Linked DNA regions of Mus musculus: all the other regions are linked to region 1. Evidence: chromatin contacts called from public HiCAR-type and promoter capture Hi-C data. All regions are on one chromosome and are shown on one strand. Each heading gives the region's core, a stretch centred on a gene start, on an enhancer-like site or on the middle of the called end of the contact. The rest is flanking DNA. Distances are from core to core; before and after follow the strand shown.

Region 1 (3,116 bases), core at 414-2,913:
ACTAATAGCAGGAATGTGTGACAACCCCCTTTTCTCTGTGTCTCTTGCTTTTTCCAGACGCCTGAGTTGATTCTCCTGGCCTTCTTCACTAAGGCTCCATGACTCTAAGCTTGTCCTTCCTCTCCCCTCTGCAGCGGCTGGTGATCGAGCTCAGTCACTGAGTTCTAGCTTTTATCTTCCTCTTCACATTTTTAAATTTTGACATAGAGCTCTGGAACACACAGTCACAGGAAGGCAGAACATTTTCCATAGAGAAACCGAAGTCCTGCTTGTGAATTCTGGGCTTGGGGTGAGATGGAGAAACAGAAAACAAATAGGGAAATGAAAATAATTTAAATGTTTCACTCCCAATGTGTGCATATGAAAACTGTTAGACAAAAAAAAAAAAAGAAAGAAAAATAGACAAACAGAAGGGCTTTTCAGATGTTACTTCTATTTTTCTATTTATTTATTTGTTTATTTATTATGTATTTATTTACTTATTATATTACAGTAAGTACACTGTAGCTGTCCTCAGATACTCCAGAAGAGGGCATCAGATTTCGTTATGGATGGTTGTGAGCCACCATGTGGTTGCTGGGGTTTGAACTCAGGACCTTTGGAAGATCAGTTGGTGCTCTTAACCACTGAGTCATCTCGCCAGCCCCAGATGTTACTTCTAATTTGCTAAAACACATCAGTTGTTCCAGGGGCCAGTTTGAAACACACCCTCCATAAAATATGTACACGTTGAAACCCTTTGCGCCCAACTTCTTCTGGGCACAGAAACACAGGGAGTCAGAAGCCATGGGCTGGTGTCTGGGTTCAGTGATCCACCAGGAGGTGCCCCTGACAAAGCTCTTTATCATCTTGGGACTCCAACAACAGGATATATGGTTTCTATTGCCCAAGTCAGCAAAAACACTTCTCCCATCTGCCTGTTTAACTGGGTCAAAGGGTAAAGTTTGTCCTGAATCCTCAATGCTTAAAATCAGGCTTGCCCCTAGACAGATAAGAATGATACAGAGGTGACAGGTGCTGATTCCCCTGGCTTTTGGACAAACATTTATTAAGCACTTGCAGTGTGACAGACCCTGTCAAGCCTTAGGCAAAAGCCCCTAGGAATTGGGTGGGGCACCAGGGACATCTCATTTAGTCTTCACTGCGACCACTTGGGTAAGGATTTTTCTTTTTCTTTCTTTCTTTATTGAATTTAAATGCAGTTTATTTTTAGACAACCCACATGACTTTTTTTTCCCCTTTTTTTCTTTTTGAATTTAAATGCATGGGGTGAGAATTTTTCAACCTCACTTTACAGTAACAAGAATTTAGGGATCTCGTCTAGGTCGCTTTTCATTATATCTCCAATGCGTGCAACACTACTTTTAGCAAAGTAAATGTTTGTTGAATTAAGCAGTAAAACTTACAAATTACACAGCAGTAGCTATCAGGCTGCTTTGATGCTCAACTGTAGGTGTTGTCAAGAACAGGCTCCAACTAGTGTTACAGGCAGTTAAAGCTCAAGGAAATTGTTCTCGTCTGGTTCAACATCGTTACATTCTCGGGAGAGCTGGGAAGAGTCAGTCCCACCAAGGTCGCCTACTCACTAGGTAAGAAATTATACTTAAATTTAAAGCGGCGAGAGGTTGCGTAGCGACCGAACCGAGGCGGCAGGCTGCACCGCGCATGCGTGAACGGGCCAGCGGTTTTTAAACCCTCTCCTTTGCGCATGCGTATACGCATGTCTCCGGAACGCCCCTCCCTCCTAAGGGTCTGGCGGTTGCTAAGGCGACAGGAATACAATATGGCGGCCGGATCCTAACGCTCCCCAGCCAGGGACCACCGCGAAGGTCCTCGAGCCGGAAGCCACCTCTGGAAGGGAGAAGGCCGGTACCACAGTCTCCTCTTTTCTTTTCGGTCCGGGGCCGTCCAGGGGCTGACGGCGTCATCCGCGTTCAGGATGAAGAGTGAGTGGGGCCGGAGAAGGGCTGAGGGTCCCCGGGGCCTGCGGGGCGGCGCCGCAGGTACCCGGGGCTAGGCAGCGGGTTCTGCTGGAGTTTGAGGAGTTGTGTCATTTCGTTCATTCACTCGCTCATTCGTTCGTTCGTTCGTTCGTTCGTTTGTCGGATCGCATCTGAAATCTCAAGACATTGGCCGTCGGCTCTGAGCGCTCACACGGTGGCTCCCCGCCCCTGCGGGACGGCGGCTTAAACCGCGTTCGAGAGGGACGCTGGGCCGCCTATCTTACTTTCTGAGTTAAACAGTTGTGGTTCTGAAAGCATCCTTTTAGCGGAATGTAAAACGGTTGCTTAGAAGTTGGGAGATGAGGCAGTCTTTCTAGAAAATAGAAGGACTGGAAAACTGGACTTAGTGCCGGGTTTGTGGGTAACCTGGAGTCCAAATGCGACTAGACAAGTCGGTTTTGTTGGGACCGCTGTTTGATTTTCATAGATATACGGTTATGATTGCCTGTGATAGTGTAGCCAGAAGTGTAGTCTCTTACCGTGATTAGATTGTGTTCTCTGTAGTTACAATATCAAATTGACACTACATTTTAATTGCAGTGCAGTAATTTCTATGTACCATAAATGACATAACATTTAAAAAATAAGTCATCTCATTCACCCTTCAGTCTTGTGTCACTGTGTCACTCCCTTTAAGGAAGATTAATGTGGTCTTGAGGGGAGTGACGGGCGCATTCATTCCCCTCACTTAGAGGCAGAGGCAGTTGAATTTCCATGAGTTTGAGGCCAGCCTGATCAGTATAACAAATTTCAGGATAGCCAAGCCTACTAGACAGAAACTGTCTCAAAAAAAAAACAAAAAAAAACAAAAACAAAATCTGATGCAGTAGCATGCACCTGCAATCCCAGCATGCCTATGGTGAGATGGGAGCAGAGATAAGAGATTCCCAAAGAGCTCGAAGTTCAGGCATATGCAGTGCTAAACACCACAGACACTACTACAGGTGTTCCTCTCACCCCAGCTATGGTATCTTCTCTCTCCCTCCACACCCTTCTCTCTAGTATTCTCTCTCTCACCACAGATCCTATAGACACACTTAAAGAGGAGAAAAACAAAAACAAAAAAAAATTTAAGAAAAGTTAAAAAATAGACACATCATAAAATGCAAATTA
Region 2 (3,079 bases), core at 493-2,992, 1.1 Mb before region 1:
GCATCTATCCCTTTACAGCTCAGGGACATTAGTGCATCAGGACTGGAAGGCCCCAGAGACGATGGAATCTAAGCCTGCTTCTGCTTCAGATGGGAAATGCAAGGCTCAGAGAAACATTATGAGCTGCCTGAGACCTCGCAGGAAATGAAGCAGAGCTGGAACTGGGACCCAGGTCTCTTGACATCTGATTGAAACCACTCAATCCTGTTCCCAGAAAGGGTGTGTCACTGACCATTCATGGTCCACATGTATTCAGTCTTAAAACCCTAGGGACATTTTTACACCAAACCTGCTTGCTAACGATAACGTAACTACAGAATTCACAGGGCAGCTGGCACGTGTCACAAACTGCTCGAAGTATTCATACATCACACCTGAGAGAGAGGTACTATTATCCTACCACATCCTATGACAGATATGAGCTCGCTGAAGATCACACAGCGAGGGTGTGTCAGCAGTGGTGTGGAACCAAGTCTGTTCAACTGGAAAGTCCACGCTCTCAATCACTAACCCCCATGGCCTCTTAAGCTCAGGTGTGGCTGCCCATAAGGGGGCTGGTGTAACTCTGGCCTCCTCCCTCTCTCTGCCCCGACTTAGCAGCAGCCTCCCGCCACTCAGAGAACCAGACAGGCTATAAACTGCCCCTGATCAACATCTGCTGCCCTCTCCAGGGGTTGGGTACTTCCCAAGGTGATCTACCCTTTCTGTGTTTGGGGTCATCCAGCTGTCTTCATGTTTCTGGAATCTCATGGAAGTTTAAGCCCGGTGCAGCTCATCAGCCGTTGTGTCTCATCTGTCAGAGTTCAGGCAAATGGCACAATGTGGAGTACTCAGAAAGGGTGCCTGCCCACCCGGCAGCCTCTGCTGAGGGTCTGCTCTGGGGCCTGCTCTACCCTCTGTCACTCAGGCTCCCTAGTTGGAGGGAAAAATGACACAGGAGACAGCATTCTAAGGACAGACCTGGACCCTGAAGGTACAGATTGGACTCTGCCCTGGGACGTTCCAGCTGGATCTCCAAGGATACTGACACAGGTGGGGATGGGTCCTTCGGTCTTGGGATGGATCGTGTGAAGGGCTGAGGCTGAGAGCCTGTATGTCCTGTCCAGGAAGGCTTCAATGGCTCAGCCCGCGGTGGAAGCGGGGGCAGAGTCCCAGGTCTCTGGGGCCCGGGACACTGAGCGGTATGCAATCGGCTGATGCAGACACATCGGGGACACCCTGTGCCCGCCTGATAGGATCCGGCCTGTAGCCTCGCATAGCGCTGGACACCTAGGGTATATGTTACGGTCAGAGTTGGTCTGTGGCCAGCTCGCCACTGGCCTCTCGGACCTGAGAGGTTCGAGTCTCCACCGGTCGCGACTGTGGGCCGGACCCAGCCGCCCTTTCCTCTCTGTCCTTTGCTTCCTATTCGTCCGAGGTGACCCTGAGCCGAAGTCTCGCAGACACAAGGTTCGGAGGTCCCTGGGCGCCCCAACGCCCCCTTTGCTGGTATGCAGGAGGAGGGGCGGGGTCGGCGTCCGCAGCGCGCCCCTCCCCCGCCGCCGAGAGCGCAGACGCGCACGAGCGCGCTCTCACCTGGCCGCGGCGGAGAAGCCCCGCCCTCTTATCCCGCCTACCCCCACCGGACCAATCATAGGTGGCGTAGGCGGGTGGGGGAGCGACGCGTGGGGCGGGGCCTCCGCAGCCTGCGGGGTGAGCCGAGTGGGTGGCGGAAGGCGGCCGGCTTCGGCAGAGGCGGTGGCGGCGGCTGAGGGACGGCGACGCGGCACGCGGGGCGGCGCGACAGGACGAGCGAGGGCTGCGCGGCTCTCCGCAGCTGCCGCCTCGCCGCAGCCGGGCCGCAGGGCGCCGCAGCGGGTGCGAGGCCTGTGAGGCGGCCGGAGCGGCGTCCTGTCAGGCGGCGCGGGCGCGGCGGACGGCGCCGCGATGATGCCGGTGGGTGCGGGCGGCGGCGCCTCGTTCCCCGGCCCCCGCGCGAGGCGGGCCCGGCAGGGAGGAAGCGGCGGGCGGGCGTGCAGGGCGAGCGAGCGCAGGGGCAGGTGGGGGCGGCGGCTGTCAGCGGGCGGGCGAGAGAGCGAGCGTGGGCGGGGTCGCCGACAGGGCGAGCGGCCTCCGCAGGGCTGCGGGCTGCGCGGGGCTGCGGCGTGTACGGCCCCTCCCGGCCAGCGACCGGTGCCTCGATTTCCTCGGCGAGGGCACCCGGGTGCGGTGTTCGCACGCTCGGAATATGTGTTTCCCCTGCACTGGGAGGAACGCATGCCGTGCGTGGATTCAGAGAGCCATCTTAGGAATCCCCTTGCCGAGGCTTCTCCGTGGGTACATTTGCTCCACCTGGCGTGATGTCCCTATGTCCTTAAGGTTGAGCCGGTTGTGTGTCACTCGAGCCTTTGTCCTGCTCTTAAGGATGCTTTTGGCCAGGAAGACCTTCGTTTTGGGGGTTGCCACCTTCTTTGCCTTTTCCTTTACCTGCGTGCGGTACAAGCAGCAGTGGATGCTGAATTCTCTCCTTTTTTAAATAGGCTTTTTGTGAAGTGTATACGTCGTAATTAATGGGAAAAAACGTGACATAGATTGTACCCAGTTGGGCGTGTTGTTTTTAGAGTGTCTATTGAGTAAAAAAATCTCAGACTAATAAAATAACACACAATCTATTTTTTTTTTTTTGTTCGCTTGTTTTAGAAGTGCTGGGGGTCAAACCTGGGCTTTGCAGGACTAGGCCAGTGTTTCTATCACTGAGTTTATATATCCCAGATCCACAGAAAAAAAAAATTGAAGCCTACGTGGAAAGATCACGTTTCAGAGGGGAAATATGTCTCTGCATTTTTACTTGAATACTGTCGTTCTGCTATGCTGCACCCAAGCTCATTAGTTTACAAACCACCACCCCTTCAAATAATTTCCTGTTTCTTGATAATCTCTTCTCCCTCCTTTTGAACTGATTCCAACCCCTGGTGTTGGTGGAGTTTTAAGATTTAACCTACTTGATCCTTAAATCCTTTGGTGTTAGGCTTGTTGAATGCTAAGCATGTTTTTAAACGATTGCCTTGTAATGGAAAGAGCACTAAGTGGGCGTCAGAAG
Region 3 (3,122 bases), core at 161-2,660, 1.9 Mb after region 1:
TAGAGGAGGAGGAGGAAGAGGAAGAGGAGGAAGAGGAAGAGGAAGAAGAAAAGGAGGAGGAGGAGGAGGAAGGAGAGGAAGAGGAGGAGGAAGAAGAGGAAGAGGAGGAGGAGGAGGAAGAGGAGGAAGAGCAGGAACATGCAGTGGGAGGCAGCACCCTTGAGCACAAGGCACTTGGCACATGAACTCTGTTGGCCTCCCTGTGGAGCAGGCCCTCTCCTGCTCACGAGCTCACGAAGCAGCAGCCTTGAAAGCTTGGAGTTTACACTCAGCTAGGCATCCTCACATTTGTCCCTGGTGTAGGCCAGGTGGGGCTGGAGCAGCACAGGAAACTCAGAGTAGGTGGTCAGCTCCAGCCTATTCTTCGGATACCCCAAAACACATCACCTGCCGAGTTCTAAGAGCCATCTAAATGGAGCATGGTGCCCTGAACTGGTCCCTGGGACAGGAAAGGGGCGTTAACAGGAAATTAAGTAAAAGGCAGGCAAGTGCACTGCAGAGTTAGCTGAGTGTGGTAGAGTTGCCTGATGTTAACTTCTTAGCTGTGTGAGAGGGAGGTCAGTGTGAGGAACGTGGGGAAGGACCAGGCACTCACTGCGTGCTGCTTTATACATCTAGGGTTATTTTTTAAAGTTTTACAAGAAGAATAAGAAGGGCCGTTAGAAACTAAGAGTCCCGTTTTTCTCACAGTGATTCATCTCTTTCGTATAAACCAGCACCCCTGACAGGCTTAACCGCCATAAAGTTTTATTGGCGTGCAGGCTGCAGCATTACAGCAGAGCCACACTCCCACAGCCAGAGTGAGTTATTAAGCCCTGAGCGAGCTGGCAGCGCCCTTTCCTCTGGAGCTGGAACACAGCAGTGACATGCCTCCACACATCAAGGAGCTGCAGCTCAGACCACAGAAAGCACACACACTTGGAAGACTGTGCTGAAATCTCTTTGCCCTCCCTACTCCTCAGCAGGGCTGCACAGGTCCCTCTGGGCCTCAGGTACCCAGCCAGCCAGCATCCTTGGATTGCCTTAGGTTACTGGGGGCAGCACACTCTGCCACATTGCTAGGTCTTTGCAGTGTGCTTGGGATGGTCTGCCACGGCCTTGCTGTGCATCTATCACACCTCCTCAGTGCCCCAACAGCCCAAAGCATCTTATCCTCCACCCTACAGCACAGTCATGATCCTGCCCCACCATTCCCTGCCCGCTCTGACCCCCTGTGCTGCTTCCTCACAGGGAAGACTAGTCCAGGCATTCGTCTCTGATCTCACTCTGTCCCAGCACCCAACTCTTGCAACAGATGCAGGATGAATGAAATACTGTGTTAGGAATGCAAGCAGTTCTTCCTATCCTGCCACTCCCGGGAACAGGTCAGGAAGACTCTATGTGTTAGAGGAAAGGAAACAACCCTCCAGAAGAAACAGATGTTGCTACAGAAGGACAGGTCCATTCCCACAGACATGAGTGTGGCACAAGAGTCCTCTTTTGACAGGGAAGTTGAAAAGCTTTTCAGAGGCTTTGGTTTCCTTGACAACAGCATTGCTGTAGACATGCCGGGAAATAATTAAAAAGTATGTTCCCATTGCTCCAAGTGCTGTAAGTGTTTTTAACCAACAAGAAACAAGTCATTCTGGGTGGCTTCAGTGTGACAGAGCCAAGGGCACACACAGAGACCCCATGGCACCATCGCCTTTCTCTGCACTTGGGGGCCTAAGGGAAGGACCGGAGCCATTAGCCCGGTACAACAGTGACCACAAGAATTTTAAGTCAGATTAACAGCAAACCTTTCCAAAGGCCAAACCTCTGGCAGTTCCCTGAACTGACTCTCATTAACACCATGTACTAGAAAGAAACTGAGGCACAGAAAAAAGAACAATCCAGGCCATGTGGCCAGGGACCTCCACAGCCCCTCCTCAGGCTGACTCCAAGAGCTCACCACTCCTGGAAGAGACTCACATTCTGTCCTCTGGGCCCTGGCCCCCATGTGGAGCCACTCATGCTGGCTACCTCACATGGCAGGACCTGCATCCCCCCTGTGCCTCCCACAGAGCAGGGACTTACAAAGCCAGGCAGCTAGAGGCCCCTGCCCCTGCTCACCATGCTCCCTCTTTTTTCAGATGGCTCTAATGTTGTGTTTTGTTTTAACAGCTTTACTGTGTTCGTGTCTTTCATTGTAAGCTTCCTCAAATCCTTTCTGGATTTATGATTTATAAATAAGTAATAAATAAACACACAAGCTGCAAGCAGCGGCCCAAGACTATTACCTGAGAGCGTGAATACAAACATCTCAACAGATGTGGCACAATCATCGTCTTGATTTAGCTCCCAGCAGATTCGAAGGCCCTTGAACAAGCCTGGACCCAGTTAACACATCACTCTCCACAGAGATGCTTCCTGCATGCACTGGAGGGCAGGGTGGGCCCAGGGACAGAAGTGTAATTGAGACCTCTGGGAGGTCTCCCAGACCCTGCGGCTCAAAGGGCTCATTCACAAATGTCTTCTTAGCACTGACTATGTGTCCTATACTCCTCCAGGACTAGCACTACATGAAAAAAGAGCAGAGTCCTTTGATGGTGGGACCTATAGTGGGCCCATCCATGTCGGACAAGCTCAGCAAAGTCCCAAAAGAGGAAGGTCTTTAGCAAAGCCACATGACTGTCCTCTGCCACTTTAAAAAGGGAGGTGTCTAGAACACCCAGAATAGAAACAGGAAAGGCTGAGTTCAGAAGCCAGCTCTGTGCTTCCATGTCCCTCAGAACCCATCTCTGGTCCTTGGTTTTCTCACCTGTCAAATGGACAGAAGGAGGTTGCCAATGCCAACTGTCATTACGGGGTGACCATCACAGGCCTGTCAGTCATCTTAGAGTCCTTCCATGGCTTGCCTGTTGGATCCTCAGAAGGCTCAGACAGATGCTGACACACTCCCTCACTTACTACCAGGCAAACTAAAGCCAAGAGCTGAACCTACTTAGAGAGACTAGGGATTGAGGCAGAACCCAAAACAAGACTTATGAGCTCACTGACTACCTGGCGCCCTCTGTGTGGGAAAATGGCATGGAAGCCCCAGAGAGGCCAAGCTCTCCACAAGCACAGGAAGTATCAGGTGTCTTGTGTGTTGACCATCCTGG
Region 4 (3,214 bases), core at 45-2,544, 1.1 Mb before region 1:
GAGAACCAGAGTTGAGCAAACAAGTTCCAGGGGATATGAGGGAGGGGGACCTGGTGAAAGCCTGGCAGTGTCCGCGGGCACCTTTCCGTGGAGTTCTCAGACATGTCGCTATTGCACCCTGCTCTGTGCCTGCATGCTCCTCTGTGTTCAGAGAAGTGAGGAGGAAGAGGAGGATGCCCTCTGGGCTGAAGAGGAGTAGCTAGGGGTGCCACTTAGTGGAGCTTGGTATGAGGGCTGCCCCGAGGCCTGACCTGCTTCCATGGCTGGGGCATATCAAGGACAGCACGGGAAGCGGGCTTAGCCTTTACTTCTGGCAGGGGCAGCCTCCTACAGCCTCGCAGTGGGTGAGGACCCCATCCAAGGACGGTATGCAGGGACTGAGTGCCCCCTCAGTCTCTCCCTCAAGGCCCACGTGCAAGCCATCAGGAGTCTTCCCCCCAGGGTTCATTCAGCTTTGGGATACATCAGGTCTCCAGAGCGACCTGGAAGAGTGCCTGGCCCTCACTCCCACCCCTACATCCCACACAGGAAGCATCTGGGGAAACAAGATAAGCAGCATGCCGGGTGGTCACAGCAGCTGGGGGTGGGGTGGGGGGAGGGCAGGCCGGCTGGGTCAGCAGCTCTCTTGTCCAGCTCTTACCCAGACCTACCCTACAGTTCACACCGAGCGAGGCTCCCCAGAAGTGTGTCGTGGATGGTCTTCAGGTGGGGAAGGACTGGGGTTCATGGCATTTCTCTCTACCAGGGTCTTAGTTGAGCTGTGATTTTAGTAAATTATGATTGGGCAAGTCATCCCATCATGAGGTGGCACCAACAACAACATCGCCCACACACACTGGTGCCTAAAGGACTTTATCACTCGGCCACATCACCTCTATAACCAAAAAAATAACAAGGCACTTCAAAACCAATAAAGTGACAGTCCCCAAGCCCAGCGGGCTGCAGATGATATCTTATCAGGGCAGAGTTGAACTCCCATTCGGGTCAGGGTCCAGAGGCTCCAGGCTACCAGCCTCACAAGGGTTGTGACCTTGGTGACCAGTCTCATGGGCCTCCAGGGAGGCTACCTGGTGACTCAGCCTCTTCCTACAGCCCTGTAAATAGCCAGAGTCCATCCACACGGAGGCTGTGTGAAACTGCCTCCACCAGGAAGGGAAGTTTTAACTGGCCCAGAACCCCACAAAGCCCCAAAGCAGACACCACCAACTGCTCAGTGAGGCCTTTCCTGAGGGCGGTCCCAGGCACGGCCCCGCCCCCTAGCCGCCCAGGCCCCGCCTGCCAGCTCTGAACCACACACTGTGTCCTACTAGACTAGACAAGGCCCTCACTCAGCTATTCCCAGCCAGCCACGGTGCTCAGGGTAGACCGCAGCACGCATGGTGGACAGAGGGACAGAGGATGAACGGAGAAGCACAGGGCTGGCTGCTGGGGACCTGGCAGATGCTTCCTATCCCTGCTGGCTGGTGACATCACCGCTGTGACGTCACACTCTGGCTTCCTGGGCTTTGGGAGTGCTGGTTCTGGTGATAACCACTTCCTGCTCCCGGCCAGGGTGACTCAGGACTTCCTTCTGCTCCCGGAGTCATCACTGAGCCTGGCTCTCCTGTATCCTCATCTAGGTAGGGCTGGGGGAGGAGGGACTCGTGGGTCCCTGAAAGCGGGATGAGCATGGCCAGGGCCAGTCTGTGGCATCTGTTGCTGTCTCCTAGGGAGACCTTCTTTCTGCAGAGTGGGGCCTCCACAGTCTGCACAGCTCGGCTCCCCATTCTCTCGTGAAGGTAGGCCAGGAACTGGGTTTCCTAATGAGTGACCAGGAAAACGGAACTTTCAAGGGGCGTGTCTGTTTAATGAGGAATCAGCCTGAATGGAAGCCAACCCAGTGCCTTTCCAGGTAGGCAGGCCAAGGCCAGAGGAAGGAAAGCTGGGTCTCTGTTGGAGCAGGAGGGCAATATGGCTTAGGCTTGGGGAGAGAACACAGGTGCCACCGTAGCCACAGTGTCCATGAGCCCCATCCCCCACCATGCTGGCCAAAAAGAAACAATTGATGAACAGAAGGGAGGAAAGATGCCTCCAGCAAAATCAGGCAGGAGGAGACCAGAGCTGTCATTGCGCTCTCTGTCCCCAGCAGGCCGAGCTCGCACTGTCATGGGGTGGAGGAGGCTCAAGCCGCCCTAATTAGAATATCAGTTAGACCCTGCTTTTCCTGACCTGCTGCTTCGAAAGCTAATTCTTTGTGCTTCCACAAGGCAGGCCCTACAGGGACAGAGGGGCTTAGGAGGCACAGCCAGAGGGCTCAGGCTCTCAAAACCCAGGTCTGCCTTGCAGGGCCAGTTTTGGGCCTTTAGTCTGGGATGGACAGACGGCTGGCCATCCTCATGAATCGCCATGGTGCCCAGTCTGGACGGTCCATGCGGCCCAGAGCAGAGGGAAGGGGGCTCAGCAGTGATGAAGATGGCTACAGGAATGTGCAGGCCCAGCCTCCTGTGGTGGGGAGTCCAGAGCTGCTCAGACTGACTGGAATTCCTGTTGCTCATGCACGCTTCTGGCTTCTTTTTCGGTTCTAGGTACAAGCTGTTGTCATGAAGCCTGGAGTTTTTCCGAGATGCCAGAGGCAGCAGCGCAGTGCTCTTGTTTCTCATCTAAACCTGTCCCTTTCTCAGAACAGAGCCCGCGTGTGTGATTCCTTCGTGGTCCCAGAGCGGGTCATCTTGCTTGCAGGGTAGCCTTGGGGCACCACTGCTTGTCAGGGTTGAGCAGAAAGGCAGACCAGAATCCTCTGAGTCCCCCTCCCACTTCCAGCTGGTTGACTGACATTCCACCCGACCAGAAGGAACCAGAGGAGGAAGAAGGCCTGAGAAACTGGAGGGAGGCTGCTCAGGCGGTTCTGTAGAATGTTCTAGAATACCTAGAAAAAAAAAAATAAAGCACCCAACAGGCTGAAGCAAGGAAATTACTGTAGGTAGTGAGTTCTTGGCCAGCATGGGCTACATGGGTGTAACTCTGCATAGAATAACCAACCAACCAACCAACCACCAAGGCTGGAAAACTGGCTTGGCAGTTAAGGGCAAGTCCTGCTCTTGGAGAGGACCCAAGTTTAGTGCCCAGCATCTACACCGGGTGGTTCACAACCACCTGCATCTCTGGAGAACACAAAAACTTCTTTTTCGTGTGTGGTTTTGTTTGTTTGCTTGTTTGAGACAGGGTCTCCTTGTAG
Region 5 (2,991 bases), core at 36-2,535, 1.4 Mb after region 1:
CCTTTCTCCCCAAAGAAAATAAGAGCCCCTAGGCCCCTAAAAGTAGGAATGAGGGACAATGAAGAGGTAGCCTTTGACCCCTGGTCATTCTGTCTAGCCTCCCATTTGCAAAGTGAGCTAAAGGGAAGATTTCGAGGTCTCTGGGAAAGCCCAGACAAGCCCACCTGCCTAGCCCACAGGTGAAAGGCTAGATTTTACCCCAAGATTAACCCTAGTTAAACCAGGCAACCAAATCCTACCTCCCACGTTTCTCCTACCCCACACTGGTCACATTAAAAGAACTGCGCAATAGCTCTGCAGGGCCTCTGAGATTCCGACGCTCTTAAGGGAGTCTGACACTTTAATAGACACCTACTGTATGCATTTACTCAACCAGTTTTCGGCCTTCCCAGACAGCCTCCGACCCCCCACTCACAACTATTGGCGCATTGAGGGCTGGGGTCGCTGCGGGAAGGGGCCAACTCTCTCCTACCAAAGACAGATGGCCTCTGCAGACAGAAGTGTCGCAGCCCCTCACCTAGAGAAACACGCCACGCAAGAGGGGCTCCAGCTGTGCTCCTGTTGGAAATTAGGGACTACGACTGCAAAGTCACCCCCCCAAAGCCCCCAAGACCTATTCCTAAGCACATAAGCCGTGACAGACACCCCCAAAGTTGCACCTTAGAACGTTTTTTTTCCTTAAATAGGATACCTCCCAACGCAGTCTCTTTTTTTTTTTTTTCATACCTCCTCAATCCGAGCAACGACACCCCTCTTGAACGCCACTTCTGCCGGGCTAGAAGGGGCTGGGACCCTCCACCTCCCACAAACCCTGGGACCCCGGGATTGGGCTCAACAAGCAAGAGTGGTGCAGGGCGGATGAGGCGGGCACAGTGCAGGGCTTAGGGTTAGGCGGGACGGGCGGGACTTGGGGCGCATGGGACAGGGAGAATGGGGTGGTCGGTGGGGTGGTCGGCGGGGCATCGCAGGCTTCCCCAGAGGGGGCGCAAGCCAAACCGCCAGGGGGGGCTCACCATAGGTGCTGTGGCCGAAAGCCAGCAGGAGCAAGAGGACGCGCAGGAGGGCTCCGGTCGCGATCATCTCGGGGCGGCCTGGGTCGCGGTCCGGGGAGCGGAGGCGGTGCAGGGGCTGCTCCGGGGGCTGCGCTGGGCTTCTGGTTGCGGACCACGAAGGGGGCACGGGCGTCCAGCGGGAAGAAAGCCAGGGTTGCACCGGGGCGCACGCTGCTAAGTGCGGCTGCCGAGGAGCTGCCGCTGCGGCCCGCGCGCCGCCTTTTCGTACTGTCGTCCCCCCCCCCGCGGCCCCCGCCCACGCCCACGCCTCGCGCGCACGGGGCAGGCGCCGGCCAGTCCCGGTGACCCACCCCCTGGCGGGGCCGCCCCCCAGCGCCGCGGCGCCCGGAAGCGGCTCGAGCACGCGGCCGCACTCTTTGGCTAGACGGGTACCTGCGCACGATGGGCACGCGGTCCGCACACAGGACAGCACGCGGCTGGAGGCGGAGGCGGCGGCGCTCACACAGGCCCGCTTAGCGCAAGTCTCAGGAACCAAGCCAGGCGGGCGAAAGCCCTTGCACGCACTCAGAATACAAAAACGCTCACAGACACAGTAAGACACTTAGGGCTGGAGTCCCGCGCACACATGGCGCGGGTCAGAAGCCCAGGAGGACCCAAACGCACACCACGAAGATGTGGAAGATGCACATGATCACAGATGCACACACGAAAACCACCACGAAAAGCCGAAGCCCTCCGACGAGCCTTGCCATTGTGGAGTTTGGGGAAGGTGCAGATGCACTTGCCCCACGGACCCCCAACCCAAACACACCTTTCGGCACAGGCAAACCTTACTGCCTGTCCCTGGGGCACAGGTCACAGACCAGGGCAGCAGGAACACTGATCTGCTCCAAGCAGGGGAAGCGCCAGCTATGAAAAGACTGAGAGTCCTCCTGCCTATGCTGCCCCTCCACGCAGCCCGCCTGTAAACACAGGAGACCACTGGTAAACACCGACGACATCATGCGTCACCCCCCCCCCCCACCCCCTCCTCTCGCAGGTACCACAGTCACAGTCTGGGCCTTATCATTCTGAAACATAAAAGCACTGATTCTTTCCAACATGTACACACCTCGCAGCAACACGTATGCCCAGACCCCAAATCTGTCTCAGATTTGTGGAATCACCCAACAAACACACAAATTACACCAAAGCACACATAATCCAAATCCATCTTTGTTCACCGTGACACATGTCGACAGTTCACCAATATGTTCACCGTCAAATGCAGACAGACAGACAGACAGACAGACAGGCACACACACACACACACACACACACACACACACCCTCACTTAGTGGCTTTCAACCAGGGATGGCTTAGAGGATGGGATGGGAGTGTGTGTGTGTGTGTGTGTGTGTGTGTGTGTGTGTGGGTATTGATTCTGCCAGTGTCCCTGGGGCAATTCCTTTTTCCTGCAAGACCCCCCAGCAAGGGCTCAGTGCCTTTTACTCAGCTGAGACGCCCCCCATGCCCCATTCTGAGGCTCCAAAGGAGGAGGAGCTGAGTGAAGTGATACATTTATTGGGCCAGGGAGGTGGCTCACTGGGTAAAGGTGCTTGCAGCCAAACTTGAGTTTGATCCTTGACTCCTGCAGTTGCTCTTTGATCCCCACAGAACCCCCTTAAATAAAATGTAAATAAAGTCATTGACATAGCTCCTTTGGTAAATGGGCAAAGGTACTTGCCACCAAGCTGACAGCTTGAATTTAATCTCCAGACCCCCACACGGTAGAAGAAGAGACTAAGCTGTTGTCTTGTCTGACCACTACATGACTCTCTCTCTCTCTCTCTCTCTCTCTCTCTCACACATCTCTGTCTCTCTATATGAAAAAAGAAAACATGTAGAAAAATAAAAATCAAATAAATGTTTTAAAAATAAAATATAAATAAATAAATAAATGTTTTTTTTTTTTTAATGTGGAGGTTGAATAGATGA
Region 6 (2,935 bases), core at 41-2,540, 1.8 Mb after region 1:
CTTCCACACCTATTACAGAGTAATGTCCCTGGGGAAGATAAGGGACACTCCTAACTTCTACCCCACCCCCACCCCCGTGTCTGCCTGTTCCTCCTGGAGACTCACTTTTATTGCCTCTCTCTCTTCCTTCGCTGTCAGCACACTTTTCCTGTGCTGTCACAGTGCCTGAGTGCACCAGCTACTCCCCTAATTAAAGGAGAGAGAAGCTGCAATGTACACAGCACATAAGGCCGAGGGGTGGATGGTGGTGACAGCCCCGTGACAGCATGGATGTCCTCGCTGCCCCTGGACCGTACACTTAAAGGTGATTAAAATGCTAACTCTTGACATGTATGTTTACCACAGTACAATGTCAACATACGTGCTGTAGTCGCTGCTAGTATCCCCTTATCTCCCTCGGAAACCATTAACACTCAACCGTTCAGCCCACAGGCCCTGAGAGAAGCCAAAGGTAGGCTCTGCTGTCTTTTTCCCCCACCCCAGATCCTTCCTGGCCCCATGTGATTGACTCTACTAGACTGGAAAGATGCTCCCGGGGCAGAAGGGGGACCCTGGTTTCTCGGGACTTATGCTAGTTAGCTTCCATACGTGCTCCAGTTTGGTTGGGACTATCAGCACCACTATGCCAGTGTCTCACCCAGGGCCAGAATAACCTGACAAGTCCTGAGCGCTACTGGGGCCAGAGAGGGATGCTCTACCACAGTCACAGTTGCCCTCCTGAAGTCATGATTCCTTTTGGATTACTTCTTGGAAAGAAGGAGCCCCTCCACTATTATGGAGCTCCCAGACAGAGATTTACAGGCCAGTCTTGGAAGTATATAGGGGGGCTGCTGCAGTTTAAGGAACCCATGACAGGTATGGGGGCTAGGCATCGGCCAGAACTTGAAGGGCAGAGCAGTGGACTACACCCTTGGAAGTCACTGTCCTGTCTGTAAACTGCAAGGTCCCTGAGGGCAGGGACCTGTCTCTCACTGCCAAGTCAGTCCCTGGGGACCTGAGTGGCCGGTACACAGCAGGTACCTACTAAATGCTGGTACCCCACCCCCAAGCAGGGCCCGGGACACAAGGCGTTGCACCCCACACTCCTCCATTCATGCCCGCCGCCATTCATGCGCGCGGGACTCATTCACCCCGCGCGCCGCCATTCCGCGCCCTGTGCGCCCCGCGCCCACCACGTGCGCCCTGCCCGGCGCGGCGCGGGGAAGCGCCGGAGCAGCCGCGGCTGCGCGGGGCCGGGGCTGGCGGGGAGCCGGGCCGGGGGCGGGGGGCGGGCGCTCCCTGCGGGAAGCGGGGCGCTGGGGAGCCCCGGCCGCGGGCTCGGGCGCGCAGAGCCGGGGCCATGTGGACGGGTGGCCGGCGGCCGGGCCGGCTTCGCCGGGCGGTGAGTACCCGAGAGCCGGGCTGGCAGGGCGCGGGGCGGGGCTGGGCGGCGGGCACCACGCTGGGGCGGTCCCTGCGCGCGCCCGCGGCGGCCCTGGGTGGCGCCGGGGCCCGGGGCCCTCGCGCGGGGCGGGGCGGCCGGGCCTCCGCGGCTGCTTTGCGCGTGCGGCCTGAGGACTTGCGGAAGGCGGGTGTAGGGGGCCCGGCTGAGCCCACCCCGTTCGGGGGGCGGCCCTGGAGAGGCCGCAGAGCCGGAAGGAGACTGGCCAGGGACCGCTTCCCGAGCGTGGGCCGCGCGTGGGCCCGCGCATGCCTCGGGCACCTTCATCTCCGGCCGCCCTAGCAGGCCGCCAGCAGTCCTCCCCATGGACAGGCGAGGAAACTGAGGCTGGGCAGGCAGGGCCACTCTGCAGGCGCTGACCTGCTCACAGAGCCCCTGCACGTTGGCTGGGAATTTCTGCCCCTAGCATTTCCGTTTCCTGCCTGGTTTAGAGGTGTTTCATTCCTCGTGTGTGCCCACCCCATCAGAACAAGGTTCCTTTGGGGCAAGAGCTGCGTGGGCGACATCTCGGAATCTCCTGAGGGAGCAGGATGGGAGCTGGGAAGGTCCCCTGGAGCAAGGGCTGGCTGCAAGAGACAGACAGGAGCCATGCAGGTGTGCAACCCTGATGCCCAGGGTTGGTCCACCAGTGCAGTCCCTGGGCACATGTGGGGGACATCATCTTTCTGGATTCCCTTATCCTGAGGTCCCAATACCCTGGGCCCCTGGAGGCCATGGGATGCTCTCTTAGGTTCTCTGGGCCTCAGTTCCCCCACTGTCCAGGAGTAAGTGGTCTTTGCTACTCTCAAGTCTAGGCTATGAGAAGGTCTCTAGGAGGAAGCCCCTTTTCTGTGCTGTGTCTGGGCAGCCCAGTAGGGCAAGTGGCCTTTGGGGACGGCTCTGCCTGGCATCTGTGACAAGCAGGGCGGGGAGGCAGCAGCAGGGCCTGGCAGCCTCCTGCAAACCCTTAATTTTCCCACAGCTCACTATAATCAGGGCGGCTCTGGAAAGCAAGCACAGTGGCAGATGCAGGCGCAGGGCGAGGGGCTCCTGAGCAGCACCAAGGACCCTCCCAAGTTCCTGTCTCACATGTGTTCATTCCTGTGGCCTGCTCTGTGTGCTGGCTCCTGAGTAGTGAAGTGGGAAGTCAGGGATGCCTGGGGCCATGGCCTGTAAGAACTTCTCATAGGCTGGAGGTCAGGTGAGGGACCCACATAGGCCAAGAGCAGAATTCAGTGTGAAGCAGTCCGGACAAGGACTTACTTTCTCTTTCTCTCTCTGTCTCTCTCTCTGTCTCTCTCTCTGTCTCTCTCTTCTCTCTCTCTCTCTCTCTCTCTCTCTCTCTCTCTCTCTCTCTCTCTCTCTCGGCCTTGAGCATCTGGTTGGCCTGCAGTGGCTGCCATTTATAGAATACTGACTGTGTACTGGGTATCGTCATTAGCACCATCCCCGTAGCAGCATCCCGGAGAGTGAATGGACGGATAAGTGAATGAATGAGTGGATGGGAGAGAGGGA

Evidence for each region. Promoter capture Hi-C pulls out the DNA fragments that hold promoters and counts their contacts. HiCAR-type assays count read pairs that join an accessible place to other places.
Region 2: a contact with region 1 is called in a promoter capture Hi-C map of pre-B cells, with 5 times the contacts expected there. The contact joins the promoter of Ppp1r13b here to the promoter of 4921507G05Rik in region 1. A contact is called at or near these places in 2 of 39 promoter capture datasets (liver and pre-B cells).
Region 3: a contact with region 1 is called in a promoter capture Hi-C map of hippocampal neurons, with 7 times the contacts expected there. The contact joins the enhancer-like site here to the promoter of 4921507G05Rik in region 1. A contact is called at or near these places in 5 of 39 promoter capture datasets (the 3T3-L1 cell line, the C10 cell line, cranial neural crest and 2 more), 1 of 484 Hi-C or Micro-C datasets (the G1E-ER4 cell line) and 1 of 115 datasets of contacts at active chromatin or transcription factors (astrocytes).
Region 4: a contact with region 1 is called in a promoter capture Hi-C map of pre-B cells, with 4 times the contacts expected there. The contact joins the promoter of 5033406O09Rik here to the promoter of 4921507G05Rik in region 1. A contact is called at or near these places in 2 of 39 promoter capture datasets (liver and pre-B cells).
Region 5: a contact with region 1 is called in a HiCAR-type map of astrocytes, with 4 times the contacts expected there. The contact joins the promoter of Dlk1 here to the promoter of 4921507G05Rik in region 1. A contact is called at or near these places in 2 of 39 promoter capture datasets (hippocampal neurons and pre-B cells) and 1 of 115 datasets of contacts at active chromatin or transcription factors (astrocytes).
Region 6: a contact with region 1 is called in a promoter capture Hi-C map of pre-B cells, with 7 times the contacts expected there. The contact joins the promoter of Begain here to the promoter of 4921507G05Rik in region 1. A contact is called at or near these places in 2 of 39 promoter capture datasets (hippocampal neurons and pre-B cells) and 1 of 115 datasets of contacts at active chromatin or transcription factors (large pre-B cells).

What each region holds. Positions count from the first base shown.
Region 1 is chr12:110,839,576-110,842,691 of GRCm38.p6, reverse strand. It overlaps 4921507G05Rik (RIKEN cDNA 4921507G05 gene), which reads right to left and starts at 1,663. Exons shown (of 2, transcript NR_152102.1): 1 at 1,407-1,663; 2 at 1-283. Mok (MOK protein kinase) reads left to right here and starts at 1,753. Exons shown (of 12, transcript NM_011973.2): 1 at 1,753-1,946. The coding sequence starts at 1,940.
Region 2 is chr12:111,906,718-111,909,796 of GRCm38.p6, reverse strand. Ppp1r13b (protein phosphatase 1, regulatory subunit 13B) reads left to right here and starts at 1,742. Exons shown (of 17, transcript NM_011625.1): 1 at 1,742-1,935. The coding sequence starts at 1,927.
Region 3 is chr12:108,912,574-108,915,695 of GRCm38.p6, reverse strand. The region is part of intron 2 of Wdr25 (WD repeat domain 25); the gene reads right to left. Among named protein-coding and RNA genes, the nearest start is that of Wdr25, 20 kb to the right of the region's middle. Within about 2 kb of position 1,410, at least 79 of the 459 cell types and tissues checked have an H3K27ac peak or open chromatin away from gene starts, as enhancers often do. A contact at or near this core is called in astrocytes and hippocampal neurons, where this site is marked.
Region 4 is chr12:111,942,562-111,945,775 of GRCm38.p6, reverse strand. 5033406O09Rik (RIKEN cDNA 5033406O09 gene) reads left to right here and starts at 1,294. Exons shown (of 3, transcript NR_029464.2): 1 at 1,294-1,619; 2 at 1,710-1,891; 3 at 2,565-3,214.
Region 5 is chr12:109,451,749-109,454,739 of GRCm38.p6, reverse strand. Dlk1 (delta like non-canonical Notch ligand 1) reads right to left here and starts at 1,285. Exons shown (of 5, transcript NM_010052.5): 1 at 1,014-1,285. The coding sequence starts at 1,080.
Region 6 is chr12:109,066,572-109,069,506 of GRCm38.p6, reverse strand. It overlaps Begain (brain-enriched guanylate kinase-associated), which reads left to right and starts at 1,290. Exons shown (of 7, transcript NM_001163175.1): 1 at 1,290-1,381. The coding sequence starts at 1,340.